Linked DNA regions of Sus scrofa: region 2 is linked to region 1. Evidence: chromatin contacts called from public targeted proximity ligation data. All regions are on one chromosome and are shown on one strand. The core of a region is the stretch at or near the end of the contact, and the rest is flanking DNA. Distances in the headings are between cores, read along the strand shown. Region 1 holds the start of LYRM1 (LYR motif-containing protein 1). Region 2 overlaps DNAH3 (dynein heavy chain 3, axonemal).

Region 1 (5,831 bases), core at 1,026-3,525:
AATGCCAGATCCAAGCCGCATCAGCAACCTACACCACAGCTCATGGCAAGGCCAGATCCTTAACCCACTGAGCAAGGCCAGCGATGGAACCTGTGTCCTCATGGATGCTAGTCAGATTCATTTCCACTGAGCCATGACAGGAACTTCATCTCACTGATTTTTTAACACATGGCTTGAGATCCATCTGCCAAAAAAGTTCCAGATGACCACTGCCTCCTCCTCTCCCACTCTCAGCAGGGTGACTTTTTTTTTTTTTTAAATATAATAGGCCAAGTATACCCTCAAAGTAGTATGTGGTAAGACTCTAGGAAAGGCAACAGAATTAAAACGGAGCATCATTTTACAATTCCTTCTCCTTCTTACTCTTATTTTGCCTACCTATTTATGAGCCTATTTCCACCTCTCTGACCTAGAATCTTTTCACTCTCCTCTCTCCCCTAACCCATCTTCCCTCATCTCCTTTCCGCCTACCTCTTTTTTCCTCCCTGAAACTTGCCAAACTCACTCCAGACAGTTTCTGCACTAGCTACTCCTTGAACTTGGAAGGCTCCTCCCCTATCTCTGCATAATGGGCTCCTTTTCATTCGAAGCTCAGCTTAAGCGTCACCTCCTCCGAAAGGTCTCCGACTATATCTCAATCAGACACTTTCTATCACATCACTCTTGTTTCCTTCAGCACTTATCAAAATCTCATTTGCTTATTTATCTGTCCCCACACCACCTCCACTCTAACCTAAGCTCCAGGGCAGCGTGGACCTTACTGCTGTGTTCACCTTCACAGACCCATTGCCTGAAATAATAGCTAGCAATTAGTAGCCAGTCAAGAAAAGTTTGTTGATTGAATGAATTTTGGAGTTTTTAGTCAATGATTCCAATTCAGCTAAAATGAGAAAAGTAGTCATTTTTTTCTTCTGTTACATTTCTGTGAAACATCTAAACATGCCATTACTTGTACAATCAAAGCATTAAATATTCTGTTTTATCAGGCTTGAAAGCCCCGATGAGTAGAATGGAACCCATGTTATGATAATTTGTCTAGCAATAAGCATATAAATTCAGTTGCAGAGGAACAGGATTTATGGACTTTTTCTAATCAAATGATCCCTAAAATTTGGGCACCAACTCTTCAAGTTCTTCAGAAAACACAGCTCCAGATTCAACAAAGAATTTATTTCCAAATTTATAATCCAAAAAAGATTTCCAAAGAAAATATCAACACCAAAATAGGAATCATCACACTTCACTCTGAAATCCCTACAAAAGGCTAAAGTAGCACTACATTTTTTTCCCCCTTAAACCAACAGAATATCAACGGAGATCTTCTTCTTCAATCATTCTTTGCAATTTTCAAATGATTTTTTTACATCCCTTATTGGTTTACCTTCTTCCTTAAAACAAAACTAAACAAGTCACAATGTCTTATTTAACGCCACTTATATACAAACATTCAGCTAAATAAATAAGATGGAAATCAGTACAAGCCAAATGTGTCATCGAAGACTTGTGTGCCAGACACACAAGTGGAGAGAAAGATAAAAGAGCTATTGTCAAATTGTAGAAACAAAAAAGTACATGGGGTTTTCTCTTCTCCAAAGTGCATTATGAAGTGTGGGTGGAGAAAAACACAGAAATCCAGAATTAGCCTAAGATCAAAACATTCTGGAAAGAGTTGACAACATTTAAATTCCTCACATATAAAGTATTCAGAGGAAGAGACCTTGATTCCTGGACTATGATGCCATTCAGGAATCCCTGCAAGGCTTTGGAATTCCAGTATTCTTAGGAGAAAATGCTTATCTTAATCGGGAGCGACCGGGCATTGAGAAGTACTCCCAAAGAGACACAGCTTGTAACTGAAGTATTACAAAGCTTGAAGTTAAGATCTGGGATAGAAGCAGAACACCAAATTCAAAAGAAGGTACCAAGACGAAAGGGAAAAAGAAAAAGAAAAAAACACGATTACTACTTAGCCACGGAGAATTAAAGTGGAAAGGAGGGGTATGCATGGGGGAGGATGGGGGTGGGGGAGAATAGAAAAAAACAATACATTTGTCACCCTGTCCCACTTCCTATACAGGATACAGGCAAAGCTTCCAGCCCCATTACCTCAGGCACAGATGGTTATCGTTTACAGCAAAGGTGCATAGGAAGGCCTCCAGGTCTGAGCCCCTTAATTCCAGGGCTGTTAATGATTAAAGAGAAGGATGGGGGTGGGGAGGGAAATGAGGGCGGAGGAGCTGGAGATTCACCCACCACCTCCTGCTTGGGCTCCTACCTCACTGCACTTACCAGGGGCAGAAGACTAGAGTTTGCACTCCCTCCAGGGCAGCTCCGGCCCCCAGAGCCCCAGGCCTTGGGTGGCGGGTGGGGGGTGCCGGCGGTGGAGGGGCAGAGACAGTAGGTAAGTTTTCTGAGCCTGGGGCTGACACGCCACAGGGCCCCCTCACAGCGTCTTCCTCCAGCGGGACCAGTCCAGACAAGGCGCCGATTTCCACTCCTCCCCTTCTACCCCCCTTTCTCGAAGGTACCCAAACCCCCGCCCCTTCATCTCCCAAAGCCTCCCCTTTTCCTCATACACCCCCCAACCCCCAAACTCACAGCTGCTCCAGAGGTTCCTCCAGTCAAACCCTTTCTGGAAACGACGGCGGCCCGGCAGGTCCAAACCACCTACCATCCCCGCTCGCGTCTTCAAGCACCCTACCCCCACCGCCGCCGCCGCCTCTTCTTCCACCACTGCCGCCGCCTCCTCTTCATCTGCGGCCCACCGGCGGCGGCCGCCCCGAAACCCCGCCCCCTCCATCGCCTCCTGCATCATCACTTCCGGTAACCCCGCGGGCCGCCCGCTCCGGGAGGCGGAATAGGAGAAGGGCGGGGAGGGAACGAGGGGCAGGTTGCGTCACGACGTACGCAAAGACGTACGAAGCCGTCGCCAAGTAAGGGCAAAGACCTAGCGACGCGGAGGGAGGGCTAGGAGGAGATGGACTGGCCCATTTTCGGGGGGGGGGCTGGAATCCGGGGGAGAGGAGAGCGGAAGGGGGAAAGGAAAAATAAGAAAAGGTTGAACTTGGCTATAATTGTTGCGAATACGGTGGAGGGTGGTCTAGAGTGTGACGTTTAAGGAAGGCTCTAGCCTACCCCCGACCTGGTACGAATGCTCCCACGGAGGTTCGTCTGGTGGTTTGGTCTGGCCTGGCCTACCGGACCTGCTTAAGCTCTGTCGACCACGGCTCAGCTGGGCTCCCGGCGCCGCCTCCTCCCAGTCTGCCGTAGGCTGCGGCGCTTCTGTGGGTGGGGGAAGGCTGGACTGACGCAGAGTGAGTGTAGAGAATGGAGACGCTGACTCCTGGCGCGGGAGACTGGGGGAAGGGGTTGGCTCCCAAGGGGCAGGGATGGGTGAGGGTGGGGGGTGCGACGTTGCTAGGAGACGAGCCTGTGTGACCCCAGCCTCGCGAGGGCGGCTCGGTGTCCCCGCTGCTGGCGTGGGGAACCTGCCAAGGGAAGTGGCTCCAGGGCCAGGAAGGGGAAGCCTGGTTTGGGAATGCTGAAAATGCTGGTTTGGGGACCATCTGGGATGTCTGAAACCTTTGGATTCCCGAATGTCAATGGGAGATTAGTAGGGGCAAATTAGTAGGGCGAGGGAGGAAGGTTGACAGGACACCGATACTTTCTAAGATAATGAGAACTAGCTTCTTAGTGCAAAAGGCGTTGGTCTGTGATTCGAGTCTGGGAGAAAGTTAAAAAGTAAATCAATAAAAAATATCAGCAAGTGAGGAATGCCCCAAAGATAGTAATATCAGATGAAGTGGTAGAAGATGGGGTGAGGGCCACTTTAAATCCATAAAGCTACTCAGAGGAGGCTGAGTTTTGCAGAAATCCGAGAAAAGAAGGAAGGTAGGGAATGAGCTTTCTAGGTGGTGAAAAGAGCCAATGGGCAGGGATCTGAGGAAAGAAGGGAAGAAGGCCAGGTGCTTGGAGTAGGAAGGAATAAAAGCAAGAGCCAGGCAGAGTGGTCTGTGATGGAGAAGTGGCAGGGCTTGATCTAGTCTAGTCTTTTAGCCCACGGTGAGGGTTCGGCTGCTACTACATTACTGGAGGGTTTTAAGAAGGAGTGACCAAATCTGATTTATATTTTTAGCAAATCATTCTTGGCTATTGGATAGAGAAGGGTAGAAGTAGTCAGACCTGTTATGAGGCTGTTGCTGTAGGCCAGGTGAGAGGTGACAGTAGTGTTATGATCACAATGGAAATAGAATTGAATTCAGAATGTATTCTGGCTGTAGAGCTTGCAGGACATACTGCCAAATTGGATATGAAGTGTTTGGGAAAAGGAGGAACCAAGGATGACTCCTAAGAGAAAAAGAGTTTGGAAGGGACTATTTTGAATATTAGTTTTGATTAGTCTGTTAACCACAGGTAAAGGTGTGGAGAAGTTAGATATACAAATCAAGGGAAAACTCAGGTAATAAATGTAGCAGTTTATTCCTAGGTCACCTGAGAAGAGGGTGGAGATAAAGACAAAGGCCTCCAAACTCCTTGGGGGCTTTTGACATTTAAAGATGATCCAGAGAAGGAAAAACCGGCAGAGGGGACTCTGGACACTAGCAAGTCTTCAGAGATACAAAGAGCTTCCATAGTATCCTGAAACAATGGGACCCATCCTCTAAGGCCTGGCTCAAATCTCTTCCCTTCTTTCCTCTCCCAGCTGTTACTGCTTTTTTTTTTTTTTTTTTTTTTTTTTTGCTTTTGTTACTGCTTAGCTGATTATCTTCACTATAGCAAACCTGACTTTGCCAGTTAATTGTCTATAGGTCTGACTACCCCATGAGCTATTTCTTCTTTGTGCCCTACTTGCTTAAAGTACAGACCCTTGCCCGTAGGACCCAACATGTAGGAATAATGTATCAACCATGGACTTCAGCAACTTCTGACAAAGGGGCATCTGTTCCTGCTGTTGCTGCCACCTCCACCAGTAGAAACGGTTGCTCTTATGCAATCTAGAAAGGGTATCAGAAGGCCTAGATTTCAGTCTTGGACAGCTACTGACCAGCAGAGTGACAATGAATAAGACCCTTTTCTTTGACTTTAAGGGGTTGGCCTAGATTACACATTACAAACTGGCAAAACAGATACCACCTACAGACATGGTTTGGCCCGCAGATTGGTTTAAATTTCTTGAAATTTTTCTTGCCAAAAAAAAAAAAAAAAAAAATTGGGGGTTCCCATTGTAGCTCACTAGGGGTTAAGGACCCTCACTCTGTGAGGATGCAGGTTTGATCCCTGGCCTGACTCAGTGGGTTAAGGATCCAGGGTTGCCACAGCCGAGGTGTAGGCCTCAGCTGCTGCTGTGATTCAACCCCTGGCCCAGAAACTTCCATATGCTTCAGGTGCAGCTGTAAAAAGAAAAACAAAAACAAATTTCTTGCCAAATTTAAACATTGGACATCAAAATTCAGATTTTTGGCATCATTTAAGAAATGAGACAATCTGGCAACAACTGCCTTAGGGTTCTACACAGCATCAGTCAGCTGGAGCCAATGAGATTCTTCTCCCTTCTGCTACCTGCCTGACCCCTGTGGCCATTTGATTTGCAATACTTGGTCTAGAGCTCTGCTGTCCATATGTAGCCACTGGCTAAATGCAGCTATTTAAGTTTAAATAAAATTAAAAATGCAGTTCCTCAGGAGTTCCTGTTGTGGCTCAGAGGGTTTAAGAATGCAACTAATATCCATGAGGATATGGATTCACTCACTGGACTTGTTCAGTAGATTAAGGATTCAGCATTGCTGCAGGTTGCAGTGTAGGTCGCCGTTGCTGCTGGGATCTGCTGTTGC
Region 2 (5,831 bases), core at 1,673-4,172, 190 kb after region 1:
AAGGATAGAAAGAAGTGAAGTGATTTCTCATTTGACTATACTTCATGGAATTTGAGAGCTCAGAGAACCACTCCTGTTTGTTGCTGTTGTTTGTTTAAAGAAGAGGAAACCCAGGCCCAGAAAGGTTAAATGGTTTTGCCCAAAGTCACTGAGACCTGGGCTTGGAACTCAAGTTCAAGGGACTTTTTAAAAAAATTTCTTTTTGAAATAAAATCTCTGACTCAATTTTCGAGTCATAATCTGACATCAACCCTGCAGCTGAAAACGAGAACTTCACTAGCAGCTAGTCAATCAGAATGAGAAAAGCAGCCTGCTACGAGGTCTTTCAGTCATAAATATTGTTGTGGGAACTGACAGATACTTTGACCAAAAAAACTCTCTGAAGGAAGGGAGAAGCCTTACTTTTCAATGAATTTGCCAAATCCAATTTCCAGCATGTTTGAGAGGGAAGTCGTTTCAGTGGGCTTTATTTCATAGCCGACAATCTCACTGATCTGCAAAGAGAAAAACAAGTGTGTATTGTCCAAGGTAGACTTTCTGCAATGACCAAAATGTTGTCCATCTGTGCCTTTTTGTGCAGGAGCCACCAGGCACACTCAGCTACAGAGCCCTGGAAATGTAGCTAGTGTGACTGAGGCACTGATTTTCCAATTTTATTTAATTTTACTTTAAATAGCTGCATGCACCTAGTGGCTACTGAATTGGAGGTTGCAGGTCTGAGGATTTGGGAGGCAGCCTAGGGCCACCTTGCATTGTGTCTAGTTTCCTGGGGGTTATTCTCCCACCAGGACTTGGCATGATGCAAACTCGTGAGCATCTTACAGGCTCACAACCAGATCTTGGTTGTTCTGTTCTCTCAGGGCTGCGTACAGAACAAACCTGGGGCTTGACAAAAGCTACAATAAGGGTTTGCTGAATAAAAGGAGGAGGAAGTTGTGAGTACATGGATCAGGCAGATCCCCACCTTCTGTGAAGAGAGGATGCTGGGAAGGAGGAAGTTCTCCTCCACCAAAATCTTCCTTCTCAATCCAGCTTGTTGGAAATGTTAGCATTCCTTGTGCCTCTTCCTTTCACATAAATATTACCTGAACCTTTCTTTTAAGTGAAAATACCCCTGAAAAAGGTCTTTGATGAAGTCTCCGACAGCTTTTGAGCACTATTCTTAGGGACTGAGACATCTGGGCAGTATGAAGGTTTTGTGTGCTCAAGAAGCGGATGCGGGCTGAGGGGAATGAGCTGCTGTAAAAAAAAACCCTCATCTACTGCCCAGTTTTGTCTCTGTCCAGCTCCATCAGGATGAAAGAATATCAGGGCAGGACGGGACATGAAAGATGAGTCACGTTGTCTTATTTAGCGCTGCGTTCTTGCAGCCTGGTATTCAGTAGGCATCAATTAAGTACTTGTGGCATGAAAAGCGTGGATGAACCAACTAATTCAAATACCTTCCAGGCTGGATTCTGAGGACACCTGGAGGACCATTAAGGTAATGGAAATAATAAAGATACTGAACATTTATTGAGGGCTTACTATGTAGGCAACTGTTTTAAAAGCTTTACATACTTATTTCATTCTCCCAACATGGTGAGGAAGGTACCAATGTGTCATCATTCCTGTTTTACATAGAAAGAAACTGAGACAAAGAAATTAAGTCTCTGGTCTAAGACCATCTCTCTAATAGACCCTAAGAGCCATTGCAGAATAGGGATTTGGATCCAGTTCTGACTCCAAAGCTTTCATCCATCACATGCTAGTGTTTCCTGCAGGTCTTCTATGTATAACTGTGCAGGTTATACACTGGATAAACCCTAGAAAGTACAATTCACACTGTACTGCACAAAAGTAGCAGTCCCTAGAGCACAATCTGCACAACTGCTCCTGGTAGCCCTAGGCTCGCATTTATTCTCTAGTACCTAAAAATATGGCTTAGAACAACACACTCTCTCTGGGTTTAAATGACACAACTGTGTAAAGCACCTCGCCTAGTACTTGGCCTATGGAAGGACTCAGAGGCCTGTAGTTTTATTTTTTAAATTGCTTTTGTTTGTTATAGAGATTAACAAGGCATCTGATTTTCTACGAGCCTGAAGTTATGCCATCCAGTACATAACCACGAACCCCTTGTCACCATTGAGAATTTGCAGTGTGACTAAATCTACATGGAGTTGTGCTGTAGGCAAAAGCACACCCTATTTCAAAGACTTAGTAGGGAAACTGTAATGGGAGTGATCACATTAACACTTTTATATTGCTTGACTATTGACCTGACAATGTTTTAGAGAAGTTTGGTTAAATAGGTTCATAAAATTCACTTCACCTGTTTACGCTTTTAAAGAACGTGGCTACTAGAAACTTTAAAATTGCACATATGCTCGTGTTATAGTTCCACTGGGCAGCAGTGCCCTAGAGGGCCAGCTCCAGTACTCTTCAGTGCTATGTTACCGTGTTCTATCTTGTTTTAAGCCACAGTATCAGCAAAGTCTCTGTCTCAAACACAGAGACTAGTCTTTCCTGCCTAAGTTCTGGGTAATGGTCAGAAATCCTAACACAACCCCCTCATGACCCCAGAAGATTCATTTTGTAGTCTTGAAAGCTAAAGGTGGTTTAGCCTGCAGAGCCTTCCCCAGAACCAAATCTGTGCCCAAGGGTCTCCGGAGTTTGGCATTAGAACAGAGGATGCTTCCCCAGAGGCTGTCACTAGAGTGACTTGTTGTGTGACCTACAATGCAGGTGGGAATGGGGGCAGCCCTGAGTGTATCTGGTGGCCTTTGCCCTTTCTGAGCTTACCTGTGACACTTCAGCCCACTGAGACTCCCCACTGTAGGTGCTCTTTATTCAGATGCCACCTTCCCTCTTATCTATGGTAACTGACCATACAGTAACTTACCTACAGTAAGTGGATTACAGTGTACTCCACTCTTACCTGTCACTTACTGCCCCCTACTGTCCACTCCTCTCCCTGACCTGATATTTCTCGTCCCCTTTTCATCCATCAGGCCTGAGTGAAAAAGACCTAGATTCCAATTCTCTTCCCCACCACTCACTGGCCACATGACAATTTATTGTCCCTACTTCAATGGGTTGTTGGGAGGATGAAATGAGAGAATCTATATAAAGTATATAACAGTTCCCAGGGCATAGCTGGTATGCAATACACTTTAACTGTCAATGTTATTATGACTTTAATTCCAGGGAATTTTTTTACCCCCCAATTTGTCCATCTAAGTGGCCTATAAATGAAAATTTTTAGTGTCTACGAATGGTTAGGATTCTTTTTGTCTTTTTAGGGCAGCACCCATAGCATATGGAAGATCCCAAGCTAAGGGGCGAATCGGAGCTGCAGCTGTTGGCCTACACCATAGCCACAGCCACAGCCACATGGGATTGGAGCTGCATCTGCAACCTACACCACATGTCACAGCAACACCAGATCCTTAACCCACTGAGAGAGGCCAGGGATCGAACCTGCGTCCTCATGGATACTAGTCAGATTTGTTTCTGCTGAGCCATGGCAGGAACTCCAATGGTTGGGATTCTTAAATTTCCCATGTGTGAGAACAGTGTCATCAAAGGGGAAGCACCAGATGGAGGGGGTGTTTTTCTGAGTCCCCTGGAGCACTGTTTAAATGCCATTGATGAAGGCACTTTCTATAGTGCTATTTTAGGCAGAGACCTAGCATTGCTGCAGGGCACCTGTCTACCTAACTCCCTAACCCTCTGAATGGCTCAAAGTTCCAATCAGGCTAGGTCCACAGGAAGAGGCATGGCATACGTACCAAGTGAAGGCAGCTGCCCCTGTGCAGATCCCTCTCCTGGGGCAGCTCAAGACCAGAAGTCTCCCAGGGGACCTCCTCTGTCTTTCTTTACACCTTCTGCTTAAGTCTTGATTTTCAAGGCTTTCTGGGAACCTGAAAGCAGCTCCAATCTACAGAAAAATCCTGACTCTCTCATGTACCAGATCTCTGTTGTCCCAGGAGAGAGATGAGAATACCTCTAGCCACTGGGTGCAGGCTCCATTGACTGGAAGGTAATGGGTGTGCTCTCAGACTGAGTCCTTCTAGAGACAATGTCCTCAGTCTTGTGCATGGTTCACAGAGAGGGAATTCCAGGCCCAGGGAGAGAGGAATCTGCCTCTGGAGAGTCAGTTTCATCTCCACCTCCACACAGAGCAACTCCCTGGTAGAGACGACGTTTCAAGGCCCTTGAATGTGATGACTATTTTAGAAACACACTGAGTTCTCTCTTTTTTTTCTGCTTACTATTCACACCATATTTATATAACTCTCATACTTGGTTGCTTATAAAAATCCCACCATTTTTAGGGAGAATATTTGTTATTCTCATTTATAGACTCAAAAGGCTGAAAAAGACTGCACAGAGCCTGTCAGACAATACCACAGACAGCCCAAGCAGGAATCATCTGGCACTGTTAGGAGCCCCCAGGCATAGACGTGACTTTCTCTCCTGTGTGGCCTAGGACAAGGAAGAAATCCAGGCCCCTCCCATTGTAATTCCACATCCTGATCACCTTTTAGGACCCAGGGCAGCCATTTGCTTAGAAAAGCAGATAAGGAAAGCCTTTGTGGCCACTGGCTGGGACAACACTCAACCACCAGCAATGCAGTCCCTGGAGAAAAGGATCGACCTGTTTCTGGGGAGATGCAGGTGGTTATCCCCTTCCCTCAGAGGGCTGTCATCGCCTTACTCCCTCCTTTACTACCCGTTTGGCGTCAAGCAGCTTCTCCTTTCAGAAAGCAACAGCTTGACCCATCAATGGTCTCAGCTTCTCAAAGGGTTCCCAGGGCCAGGGACGGGTTGGGCTGGCTGGGGGTGGGCAGTGACAGGGACCTGCTGCCAATGCCGGTCTTTCATTCCTGGGTTGCAGGAAATGCTGAGGATAGGGATGTGCTGCTTGAATTTATCAATCTTGATTTTCACATTTTCTGCTAAGCGCCTGGGTGCAGGTACATCGGCTAGGGTCTTGGTCAATTTATACATCGTCCTCCACATATTCCCTACTTCCTCTGTGATTTCCTCAGCATTCAGTAGAAAGAGAGGCCCTGAAACAGAAAAGACGGGAGAGGGAAAGATCAGATCACCAAGCAGTGTTAGTCCTGTGGGCCTTTAATTCCCTGAATTTAGATCTGAGCCTATGGGATGGATGTGGAGCAAGCACCGGCTTTGGAGTTGGGTTTGAAACCTCTACTTAGCCAGTGAAGCCCTGGGCATGGTGACTGAACTGTTCTAAGCCCCAGCAGTCTCACCTGTGACACAGGAGTAATAACAGATGCCTTGGAGAGTGACTGTGAAAATTGTGTGAGATAAATAAGGCAGCTGACATAATGCCTGACATACAATGTACGTGTAGTTAGGGAATCAATTGTTAGGGGCTCTTGTCATGACTCAGCAGAAACAAATCTGACTCGCATCCATGAGGATGCAGGTTCGATCCCTGGCCTCGCTCAGTGGGTTAAGGATCCAGCATTGCAGGGAGATGTGATGTAGGCTGGTGTAGACACGGCTTGGATCTGGCATTGCTGTGGCTGTGGTGCAGGCCAGCAGCAACATCTCCAATTCGAACCACAGCCTGGGAACTTCCATATGCCACGGGCGTGGCCCTAAAAAGACAAAAAGAAAAAAACAAGAAAAAAAAAGGCAATCGATTGTTAGTATAAGTTGTAGATGCTCTTGTAGAAGCATCAAAGGGTGTGCCACAAATGCTGTGAAATATTAACAACTGGGGAGTGTGTATGAATAGGGACATGGGAGTTAACCGTATAGTTCTGACAGTTGTTATGTAAGTTTGAAAATATTTAAAAACAGATTATTTTAAA

The links.
Region 2: a contact with region 1 is called in a targeted proximity ligation map of alveolar macrophages. A contact is called at or near these places in 4 of 47 Hi-C or Micro-C datasets (adipocytes, embryonic fibroblasts, epiblast stem cells and 1 more) and 2 of 2 datasets of targeted methods (alveolar macrophages and skeletal muscle).

The regions. Positions count from the first base shown.
Region 1 is chr3:25,148,456-25,154,286 of Sscrofa11.1, reverse strand. LYRM1 (LYR motif-containing protein 1) reads left to right here and starts at 2,275. Exons shown (of 4, transcript XM_021086518.1): 1 at 2,275-2,401. DCUN1D3 (DCN1-like protein 3) reads right to left here and starts at 2,786. Exons shown (of 4, transcript XM_021086516.1): 1 at 2,599-2,786.
Region 2 is chr3:24,959,147-24,964,977 of Sscrofa11.1, reverse strand. DNAH3 (dynein heavy chain 3, axonemal) reads right to left here. Exons shown (of 66, transcript XM_021086503.1): 20 at 4,846-5,057; 21 at 403-494. Among named protein-coding and RNA genes, the nearest start is that of DNAH3, 51 kb to the right of the region's middle.